2 separate regions of the Danio rerio genome follow, and region 2 is linked to region 1. The links are chromatin contacts, called in public HiCAR-type maps. All regions are on one chromosome and are shown on one strand. The core of a region is the stretch at or near the end of the contact, and the rest is flanking DNA. Distances in the headings are between cores, read along the strand shown.

Region 1 (5,314 bases), core at 2,030-4,529:
AATAATTTTCCATTAAAAAAAAAACTTAAAAAAATAATAATAATAAAATAAAACTGACCCCAAACTTTGGACCAGCACACACCCACACACACACACACACACACACACACACACACATATATATATATATATATATATATATATATATATATATATATATATATATATATATATAAACACTATCAAATTTAGTTACATCACAATTGTATTTTATAAATTGTCAGTTGTATTTTAAAAAAAAGTTATGCTGAATAAAAGGATTGGTATTACAATTATGTTTGGCTTTTGACACATTTGAAATGCTGTAGGTGGCTAAGAAATAGCTATTAGCTTCTCTTTTTTTGGTGGGGCCAGTGAAAATTTTAGCAGGGCAAGTAAAAAGCTGAACCACTGGCCCGTAGAAAAAAATCCTTAGCGTTGAACCCTGCTTAAACACTGATGTTAACAGCAAGCAACATATACAAGTTGTATGACAGTATCGTTACTGTCAAGTGTACTATCCCATTCAATCATAAGCGATGTCACTGAAACTGGCTAACGCTAAATCTTGATTAGTACTTCTTTATCAACATTAAGCTAGATCTGTATATGACCATCTTATACGGATCTTGTGTTCATGTTTTTCTGCATAAATAGTTAATGGTTTCCAGCTGGTGATAAATACTAAAGCATACGTTCAAATATATAAATAATAATATAAATATAATCATTTTTATGTGAAGTGATTTAAGGTTATCAGATGTACCTGTGCTCCATTCTCAGCCATCCTGACTCGTGCTGTCATTTCGTTGCTTTTCGCGCAGTTATTTCATAAATCTATTTCCTGGTAAATAAACGCGAGACCACACTTCAAAATAAAGGTCCCATTATATCCTACACGCTAACGTTAGTTCTGAAACTAAATTTATAACTTTGTAATATTTTATAGTTGGAGTATTTTGCATAAATAAAAATATGCTACAATTTTATTTAGAGATTAAACGTTAAATTGTAGCTACACTATTAGTGGAAAATCATATACACGTGTATGTTTACATCGGGCTCTCATACATAAAGTACTATTTTATAATGGCATAGGACTATCTGCAAATAATAAACCTAATAATAAAAGCTAGTAAACAATGCGATATATATATATATACATTACAAAGAGAACAACAGATCAATATGTCAAAGTTAGTATAAAGTGAGTAAAATAATACACAGTATGACTTTAAACATGCATCTCATAATGTAAAATTAGGATCGACTGCCACCTAGAGTTTAACGTTAGCCTTCAGAAATGTTTATTCTGGGCTCAGTACAAATGAGTACACCCCCTTTTAAAATTTTGTATTTTTAGCCATTTTTTTTTTTCAAGTGAATATAGTCACTAATTTGTTTAATAATTTAGGTTTTTATAATTAAACAGTTACATCCATTAAAATAAGAGTTTGGTCACCTAACGTATTTAGGAAGACAAATATCATACAGTACATTATTCAAATTAATTATTGCAATTTTTTTTACAAACTACACAATTACAATAATACAATTTAATTTGTTTTATGTGTTCTATATTTATCATTTTTAATAAAACAGTATTTAATATGTTTTCCCCATTATTTTGGTTGTACAAAGTTTTGGGCTGTGATCTTAATTTCTATTTTTTGTTAGTTTAGTTCCAGTTTTGTCTTTGATGCTGACTAATCTAATATATATGCACAAATATATAATTTTAAAGGGAGAACATACAAACTCCACACAGAAATGCCAACTGACACAGCCGAGGCTTGAACCAGTGACCTTCTTGCTGTGAGGCGATTATGTTTCCCACTGCGCCACCAGGTTGTTCCATAAAATAAAATAAAATAAAATAAAATAAAATAAAATAAAATAATAAAATGTAAAGAAATATCTACTGTTCCTTGATAAATGATTAAATTTATATACCAAGCAGGCCCATAGCTAGCCTGGTGAAAGGGATGGTCCTTTTTTTAAAAAAGTGGCTTGGTCCCTTTCTTAATCTGGGGTTGCCACAGCGGAATGAACCGCCAACTTATCCAGCATATGCGTTACGCAGCAGATGCCCTTCCAGCTGCAAACCATCTCTGGGAAATTTTATAAAATTATGAGATTTAAATACTGCATTTAGTAACATTTTAAGCAATATTTTAGCTGAATTAGCTTGTCAGATGGTCATCATAACCACACTTTTTTGATATGTCAAAAATATTTCCCAAAGATTTACATTAAAGAAATGTAAACTAATACTTATTTTTAAATACATATTATTTACATCATACATCATTAGAAAAAAATTGGAATCTGTTAAAAACTTAAATAAAAACTGTAGTCTATTGTCATTTATTAGGCAAATAGCAATAACAACAACAACTGGCCAGCACATTCAACTTTCCTCAGTCCATTTGAAAAGCAAAATAATTAAATATTTAATATATTATTAACATAATAATAATGTAGAGCTTCACAATTTTTCTAGCCTCTCCTGTAAAGAACGTACAGCCTACATTTGAAAATGATGGATAACAACAATGGCCGAAATAGTATTCAAATCATTTTCAATATGAGCCGCTTTACTTTTTATTGCTCATTTTTTTATTTGTTTCCAAGATTTAGAAAAAAGTTACTTGTAAAATGTTTTCTCTGTTTAAAAACATAGCGAAAGAAGACTTCTCTGACGCCAGATTGTAAAGTGAAAACATTTGTTTATTGGCTGAAACTGATTAGCTAAGTCAAACCGAAGCGGCAGCCAATTCCGCTTGGTATTAAACCCTTTTTTGAATGGGTTATTTTCAATATTTATCATGGCATAAAAGTCAAAATAGGACAAATGAGCTCATGAATGAAGCAATTCTGGACCTTTATCAGTGAGTGGTGGTCTTCCAAACCACCCGAACCCCCATATACGTTCATCTCACTGTAAACAAGAGGCAAGTAAACAAATCATAATGCGCCATTCGCTCTGTTCAGGCAGTTTGCTAGCTCATGAAATTACGGAGCCTACTACGGCGAAAGTTATGGTTATGAATATTAATTACGCCGTGTTTACGTTACTCAGTAGTCTTCCAGTTAGCGAACGTTTTACATTTGTGCTGGCGGAGGCTTGGCTCATGATGAATATTAATAAGCTCTCCTTTACCATAGTAGGGTTCGTATTTTCGCTGACAGGCAGACCTTGTGGACCATGATGAGGCAGCGCGAGTGGATCCAGCATGTTTCTATTTTTTGCCTTCCCTTTGACTCGGGAAGCACTCGCGAAAAATAACTCTGCAAAGCATTATCGTGGGATAATTTACACCGTTTTAAAGGTATACCTGACAAGCCTGTTAACGACACATGGTTTGTGTGACGTCGTTTTTGTTGTGACATGCTGTTGTGTTTGTGTGCTTGAATGTTACGTTAGTGCTGGTGATGGCAGCAGCTCGGCCCCCTCCATGCGTGATTGACTGCGGGACAGGGTGAGTTTGTTTACAGTCACCGAATGTGTTTATATGCCTGGTGGATATAGCAAGGCTTTAAAAAAATATTGTGTCTCTTTGTTGTTGCTGACTAAATAATATTTTTTGACTATATATGTGCCTCTGTATCAATATTATATGTTTGATATACGTCACTACACAATTAATAGTAAATACTGCACTCTTAAGTTTTTTAATTGGAGTTAAAACATTGGTATTGTGGGCTATTTTATAAAACATGGATAACACATTACAATACGGTTGTATTATTTAATGTAGTGCAATGCATTTACTACAACGAACAAGTAGCATTATTAAGTATTCATTTATTATTAATTATGATATATTAATTATAATAATGATTTATTTATCCTTGTTAACATTAATGGAAATATAGTTTTCCATTGTTAGTTCGTTTTAACAAACAAGTTATTAGTTACCTAACAAGCATGCATTTTGATTTTAACAATGCATTAGTACATGTTGAACTATAATTCATTAAAGCTATAAGAGTTATTCATAATTAGTGTGTGGTAGTAAATACATTAACATTAGCTAATGTTGAATAAAATATGGAAACAAAAACTAAAACAAAATATGTCAGAGGGTGGCACGGTGGTTCAGTGGTTAGCACTGTCGCCTCACAGTAAGATGGTCGCTGGTTCGAGTCGCAGCTGGGCTAGGTGGCATTTCCGTGTGAAGTTTGCATGTTCTCCTCGTGTTTGCGTGGGTTTCCTTCGGGTGCTCCAGTTTCCCCCACAGTCCAAAGACATGCGCTATAGATGAATTGGGTAAACAGAAATTGGTTATAGTAAAAGTGTGTGTGTGTGTGTGTGTGTGTGTGTGTGTGTGTGTGTATGTGTGAGAATAAGAGTGTGTATGTGTTTCCCAATACCAAGTTGCAGCTGAAAGAGCATCCACTGTGTTAAACATATGGTGGAATAGTTGGTGGTTCATTCCACTGTGACGACTTCTGAAGTAGAGACAAAGCTGAAGGAAAATGAATGAATGAAGGAAAATAAATGCAGTCTGGTTGAACATAAGGGACTTCTTTCAGAAAAATTGACCAATTCAAAAATATTCCACACCTTTAATTGATACTGTTAAACTATGATTAGTACTTCAGTTATTAATATTTTTTAATGTCTAGTGATAACTTCAGTCCTGTAAAACATAAAATTTTTTAAATATTTTTAAAATGAGTGTCTATTATTTCTAACACAAACAATTTATTACAGTATTTATTCATCTTTATTAACCTAATTAAAATAAAGTTCATTAGTTCATTAACTCGCAGTGCATTAACTAATGTAATCAAGCACAACTTTGGATTTTGATAATACATTAACTATGATTGAACTATGATTAATAGATGCTATTCAAGATCATTTGTTTGTACAAAGTTCAAATGCATTAACTAATGGACCCTAATTCAAAAGCTTTACCAAAACAACTAATGCAGACACAGCTGTCTTGATAATGCATCTAGTATTTTCATATGATAAATAAAGAGGCTCTTATAAGCTTGGCTTCTATAGGAAGCAAAGAAATATGCATGATATGCTTTTCTGCATGATTTATGTTTTCATCTGAAATATTTCGGTCTTGTTTACTTGGCTGCCACTTCGAGATATTAATCAGGTGCGTTAAAGCTAAATAATAAACTACCACAGCTCTTATTTGATTAATAGACAGATGATGTACTCGCTGGAAATACTGATTGAAAATGACAAAACTAAAAGACTTTACCACACTCAATCTGGTTCATTCATCTGATTCATGATGATGATTATATACTGTTCTTCTTCATCAGGTACACCAAGATTGGTTATGCTGGAAACACAGAGCCCCAG
Region 2 (5,217 bases), core at 1,081-3,580, 270 kb before region 1:
TGTAACTGCAACTGAAAAATAAATGAAGAATTGTTTCCGGTTCCATTTTACAAAAACAAGGGTGAAAATCCTTCCTTAAACTTACAAATAAAATCATTGCGTACCTATAAGAAATAAATTGATGCCATCTACCTGTAGATACGTAGATGAAGAGGCGCCCTCTAGTGTACCTAGGGTGATAATGGTCTGTGTTCGAACTGGCTAAAATGTGCAATGACGTTAGCCGTTTCAAACATGACAGGGGGCGCTAAACTGCGGTTTTCTCTGTGTTATTATCTATGATGTTTAACAGAGTAAATGAATGTTCACAGTATGTCTGATAATTTTTTTCTTCTGGATAAAGTCTTATTTGTTTTATTTTGGCAGTAATAAAAGCAGTTTTAAATAAATATATATTTTTAAAAATAATTTTAAGGTCACTAAATATCTCCTATAAGCAATATATATTTTTTCAATGGTCTACAGAACAAACCATCGTTATACAATAACTTGACTACCCTGACCTGCCTAGTTAACCTAATTAACCTGGTGAAGAATTTACATGTCACTTTAAGCTGTATATCTATCTATCTATCTATCTATCTATCTATCTATCTATCTATCTATCTATCTATCTATCTATCTATCTATCTATCTATCTATCTATCTATCTATCTATCTATCTATCTATCTATCTATCTATCTATCTATCACACACACACGACCTTTGACCTATAACCTAAACAACAAATAAATGTCAATCATGTCGTTACACATATTATTAATTTATTTCCCACCTATAAGAAATAAATTGATGTCCTCTATCTGTAGATACGTAGATGAAAAGGCGCTCTAGTGTACCTAGGGTGATAATGGTCTGTGTTCGAACTGGCTAAAATGTGCAATGACGTTAGCCGTTTCGAACATGACAGGGGGCGCTAAACTGCGGTTTTCTCTGTGTTATTATCTATGATGTTTAACGGAGTAAATGAATGTTCACAGTATGTCTGATAATATTTTTTTCTTCTAGAAAAGTCTTATTTGTTTTATTTTGGCAGTAATAAAAGTAGTTTTAAATAAATATATATATATTTTAATAATTTTAGGGTCACTAATTATCTCCTATAAGCAATATATATTTTTTCAATGGTCTACAGAACAAACCATCGTTATACAATAACTTGACTACCCTGACCTGCCTAGTTAACCTAATTAACCTGGTGAAGAATTTACATGTCACTTTAAGCTGTATATCTATCTATCTATCTATCTATCTATCTATCTATCTATCTATCTATCTATCTATCTATCTATCTATCTATCTATCTATCTATCTATTTATCTATCTATCTATCTATCTATCACACACACATGACCTTTGACCTATAACCTAAACAACAAATAAATGTCAATCATGTCGTTACACATATTATTAATTTTTTATTTCCCACCTATAAGAAATAAATTGATGCCATCTACCTGTAGATACGTAGATGAAGAGGCGCCCTCTAGTGTACCTAGGTTGATAATGGTGTTCGAACTGGCTAAAATGTGCAATGACGTTAGCCGTTTCGAACATGACAGGGGGCGCTAAACTGCGGTTTTCTCTGTGTTATCATCTATGATGTTTAACAGAGTAAATAAATGTTCACAGTATTTCTGATAATATTTTTTTCTTCTGGATAAAGTCTTAATTGTTTTATTTTGGCAGTAATAAAAGCAGTTTTAAATAAATATATATATTTTTAAAATAATTTTAAGGTCACTAATTATCTCCTATAAGCAATTTTTTTTTCAATGGTCTACAGAACAAACCATCGTTATACAATAACTTGACTAATTACCCTGACCTGCCTAGTTAACCTAATTAACCTGGATTTACATGTCACTTTAAGCTGTATATCTATCTATCTATCTATCTATCTATCTATCTATCTATCTATCTATCTATCTATCTATCTATCTATCTATCTATCTATCTATCTATCTATCTATCTATCTATCTATCAATTACACTCACATGACCTTTGACCTATAACTTAAACAACAAATAAATGTCAATCATGTCGTTACACTTATTATTAATTTATATTTCCCACTTGGATAATATCTGTGTAATATTTTTAAAAAAACATTATTTTAAGAATTATGTATTTTGTAACATCTGACCAGATTTTGGGGGAAAGTTGACATCCAGACTTTACTACACCTTCCGAAATTTCAAAGTGTAACAAATGAAATGTAATAAGCCACAGCCCACACCTATCCTTATCGACTGTATTACTGTTGTACATGTGTGGTGCCATTCTAAAAGCCCTCCAGCAGGCGGCAACAGACTCAGTCAGGCTCTGCGATGCCGTGTCTCCTCACCAGCGAGTAACGGGCAGTAGGATTGAGCGAAGGAGAGGAATGGACCTGTGAAAGACCTCTTCATCAGCGAGTGAGTGTCACTGCACTACACTGACATTATTACCCGAGTAAACATTTTAGAGGGGTTTAGATGAGTGCCAAATGACAATGCTGTCTACAACAAATGCTTTAATCGATGCAGCTAGCGAGTTAGCTCGTAGCTCGAAATGCCTATGTCTCAAAACTTGGTGAGATGCCTACACAGACAGCATGTTTGGGCGTCAGAGATTTACAAACCAGCAGGGATTTTTTGGTGCATTCCGATTGCAGTATATTTGGGTGGCATTGACGCCTATTTAGGGGACGTGTTAGGTTTTGAGACACATCCCGTGATTCTTTGACGTAAAGTTATGTTGTGAAATAAAAATCTTAGTATATTCTAATAAAGAATGGTGTCTAGATGGGCAACGTTAGCCAACGTAACTAGTTTTGTTGATTAGTTAGATTTGTTTTGACAATAAAAAGCTAAAAAAGTCGTGACATGTGTATTGTTTACCATGGTATTTTGAATATTCTGTCTGAAATAACAAGTATGCAAGTATGACTTCAAAACAGCATTATCACTATTTATTTGACTGTGAACATTGTTGTACTTTGATAGCCATTGACTGCTTATATGATATCCCTATTTACAAATTGTAAACAATACTTTTCTGAAATTATATTATTAAGGAGAAAGTCAGAATGTGTGAATATTAAATCAACTTTTAGCCAATAACTATCAAAGTACAACCATGTTTACAGTCAAATATGTAGTGATAATGTTGTTGTGAAGTCATACTTGCGTGTTATTTCAGACCGAATATTCAAAATACCATGGTATTTTTACATGGCATAGGGAGCATGTCACAGGATGTCACTGAACGAATGTTTGAATAAAAAAACCAGCTTTACCTCAGTCTAAACATAAACATGCCACATTCTACTAGGCATGGGTCGGTATAAGATTCTGATAGTATGATAACCTTAGATAAAAATATCACAGTTTCACAGTGTAATCACTGCTCTAAAAAAATATTTTTAAATGTTATAAATAAACAAAAACGTTCCCCCTTTGAACACAATATATTTTATTTTGAGAAATATTCAAATATTTTGGAACAGTAAACATGTCAGGCTAAATAATTCAAATGAATCACTGACTTCTGCGGTCTTCATTTGGTCCAAAACTACAAATTTATTTACAATTTATAACATCTTTGGATAACTTTTTTGCCGGAGATTCTAAAGAAAATAAAAATTAAAAACAAACAAACAAAAAAATCTTACACATACCTTAATAGCAGAAATTTTTGGCAGTTTTAAAACCTCGACTTCCAAACGACTTTTGTATTTGTCTGATGATTATATTTGTCTGACTAGTAGCATATTGCCATGGTCTATCATTGGCTACAATAAAGCTAGTAACAAATATTGTAGTACTTTAATAAAATGTATTTTAGATGAAGTATGTCCAATAATAAAGTCTGCCTATGTGAAGACGGGCGTATGGCAGCAAGATACTTATTTCATAATGTATATCATTGCCCTTTAGGACTCAAGTGTGAATTAAATATTTAAAAGAGGTGTAATTCCATATGATCGCAGCAACTGGTTTCACATTTCCATGGGTTCTCTTGTGTTACTGGCTCTGCATGGCTTTGCAGAATGACACGTGTTGTTGCAATGCAATGCAATGTGTCTAAACTATAAATTGATTGATTTTTACCCAGATGTGCTGCTCGTATTGCTGTTGAAAATGTTTCACACAGTACATGTTAATGATTGACCAATGCTTTTAAAATACAGAGGTCAGTCACTACACTACTGTAGTATAAATCTGCTTATGTCACAATTTTCATTTCTAAAAAATGCAGCATCCTAACTATTTTTTTTAGTAGCTTCTTTATTGGATGAGTGCGTTTTGCGTCTCATGCTATTGGGACTCAAAAATGTTTATATATTAAATAATATTATATAATAATATATAATATTAATGTGCTTAATGAATAATTGAGTGTATTAAATGTTTTACAAAAGAAAAGTACCAAGTTTTAAATTTTCTCTAGATCATTTTTTTATATAACCATTATAAACAAATCAAGCTATACATGTTTAGGAAATGCCCTATTTTTTATTTTAAAATGTACAAAATGCCTCATTGTTGCTTGTTTTAAGTGACACCAAATACATTTGTAATGTTATAAAATCCTAACAGCAAATCTTGATTCCTGAAATACTGTAATATTACAGTTATAATAATAAATGCTTCTTAAGCACCAAACAAGACTCCAATAGTGACTGTGAAAATTTTAGTTTTGTTTTTATGAGAATAAATGACATTTTTAAATATACAAAATGCAAAACGGGGATCAGTTATACTTTCAATATCATCATTTTTACCATATTGTTGTTCAGTAAAATTCCTGCCAGTATTCCTTGCAAGTAGTAGTACTACTAATAATAATTGCCATACATCTTTTCAAACCATCTGATATCTCAAGTCAAGCTTTTTTATTCCACTACGTGTGTGGACATTCAGTGGAACGAAATGTTGCGTCTGGTAGGATCACAGTGCTACATAAATAAACAATCCTAAATATGAACACAACACTGGAGGTAAGAGCCATTTTCAATAAGCAATATCACACTCTTAGCAGTGTGATTTGGCTGTATATCGGCACTGGTGGGAGGTGTGCATGCCTTAGTGTCTCACCAGTGACGATACACAGCCATATCGCACTGCTCCGAGTTTTATATTGTGTGTATGCAACAGTTCAACAGCATAATCATGTATACAAAAAGAAAATCAAACTTGTAGGGTTTAAAAATCCTTGCGTAATGATTCTC

What was found. HiCAR-type assays count read pairs that join an accessible place to other places.
Region 2: a HiCAR-type map of caudal fin shows a contact between it and region 1, with 6 times the contacts expected there. The contact joins the promoter of galnt11 here to the promoter of xrcc2 in region 1. A contact is called at or near these places in 1 of 18 Hi-C or Micro-C datasets (caudal fin) and 1 of 4 datasets of contacts at active chromatin or transcription factors (caudal fin).

What each region holds. Positions count from the first base shown.
Region 1 is chr24:7,530,856-7,536,169 of GRCz12tu, reverse strand. xrcc2 (X-ray repair complementing defective repair in Chinese hamster cells 2) reads right to left here and starts at 3,279. Exons shown (of 3, transcript NM_001386478.1): 1 at 3,143-3,279. The coding sequence starts at 3,217. actr3b (actin related protein 3B) reads left to right here and starts at 3,405. Exons shown (of 9, transcript NM_001089556.1): 1 at 3,405-3,461; 2 at 5,275-5,314. The coding sequence starts at 3,415.
Region 2 is chr24:7,796,100-7,801,316 of GRCz12tu, reverse strand. galnt11 (UDP-N-acetyl-alpha-D-galactosamine:polypeptide N-acetylgalactosaminyltransferase 11 (GalNAc-T11)) reads left to right here and starts at 2,330. Exons shown (of 12, transcript NM_001076562.2): 1 at 2,330-2,419.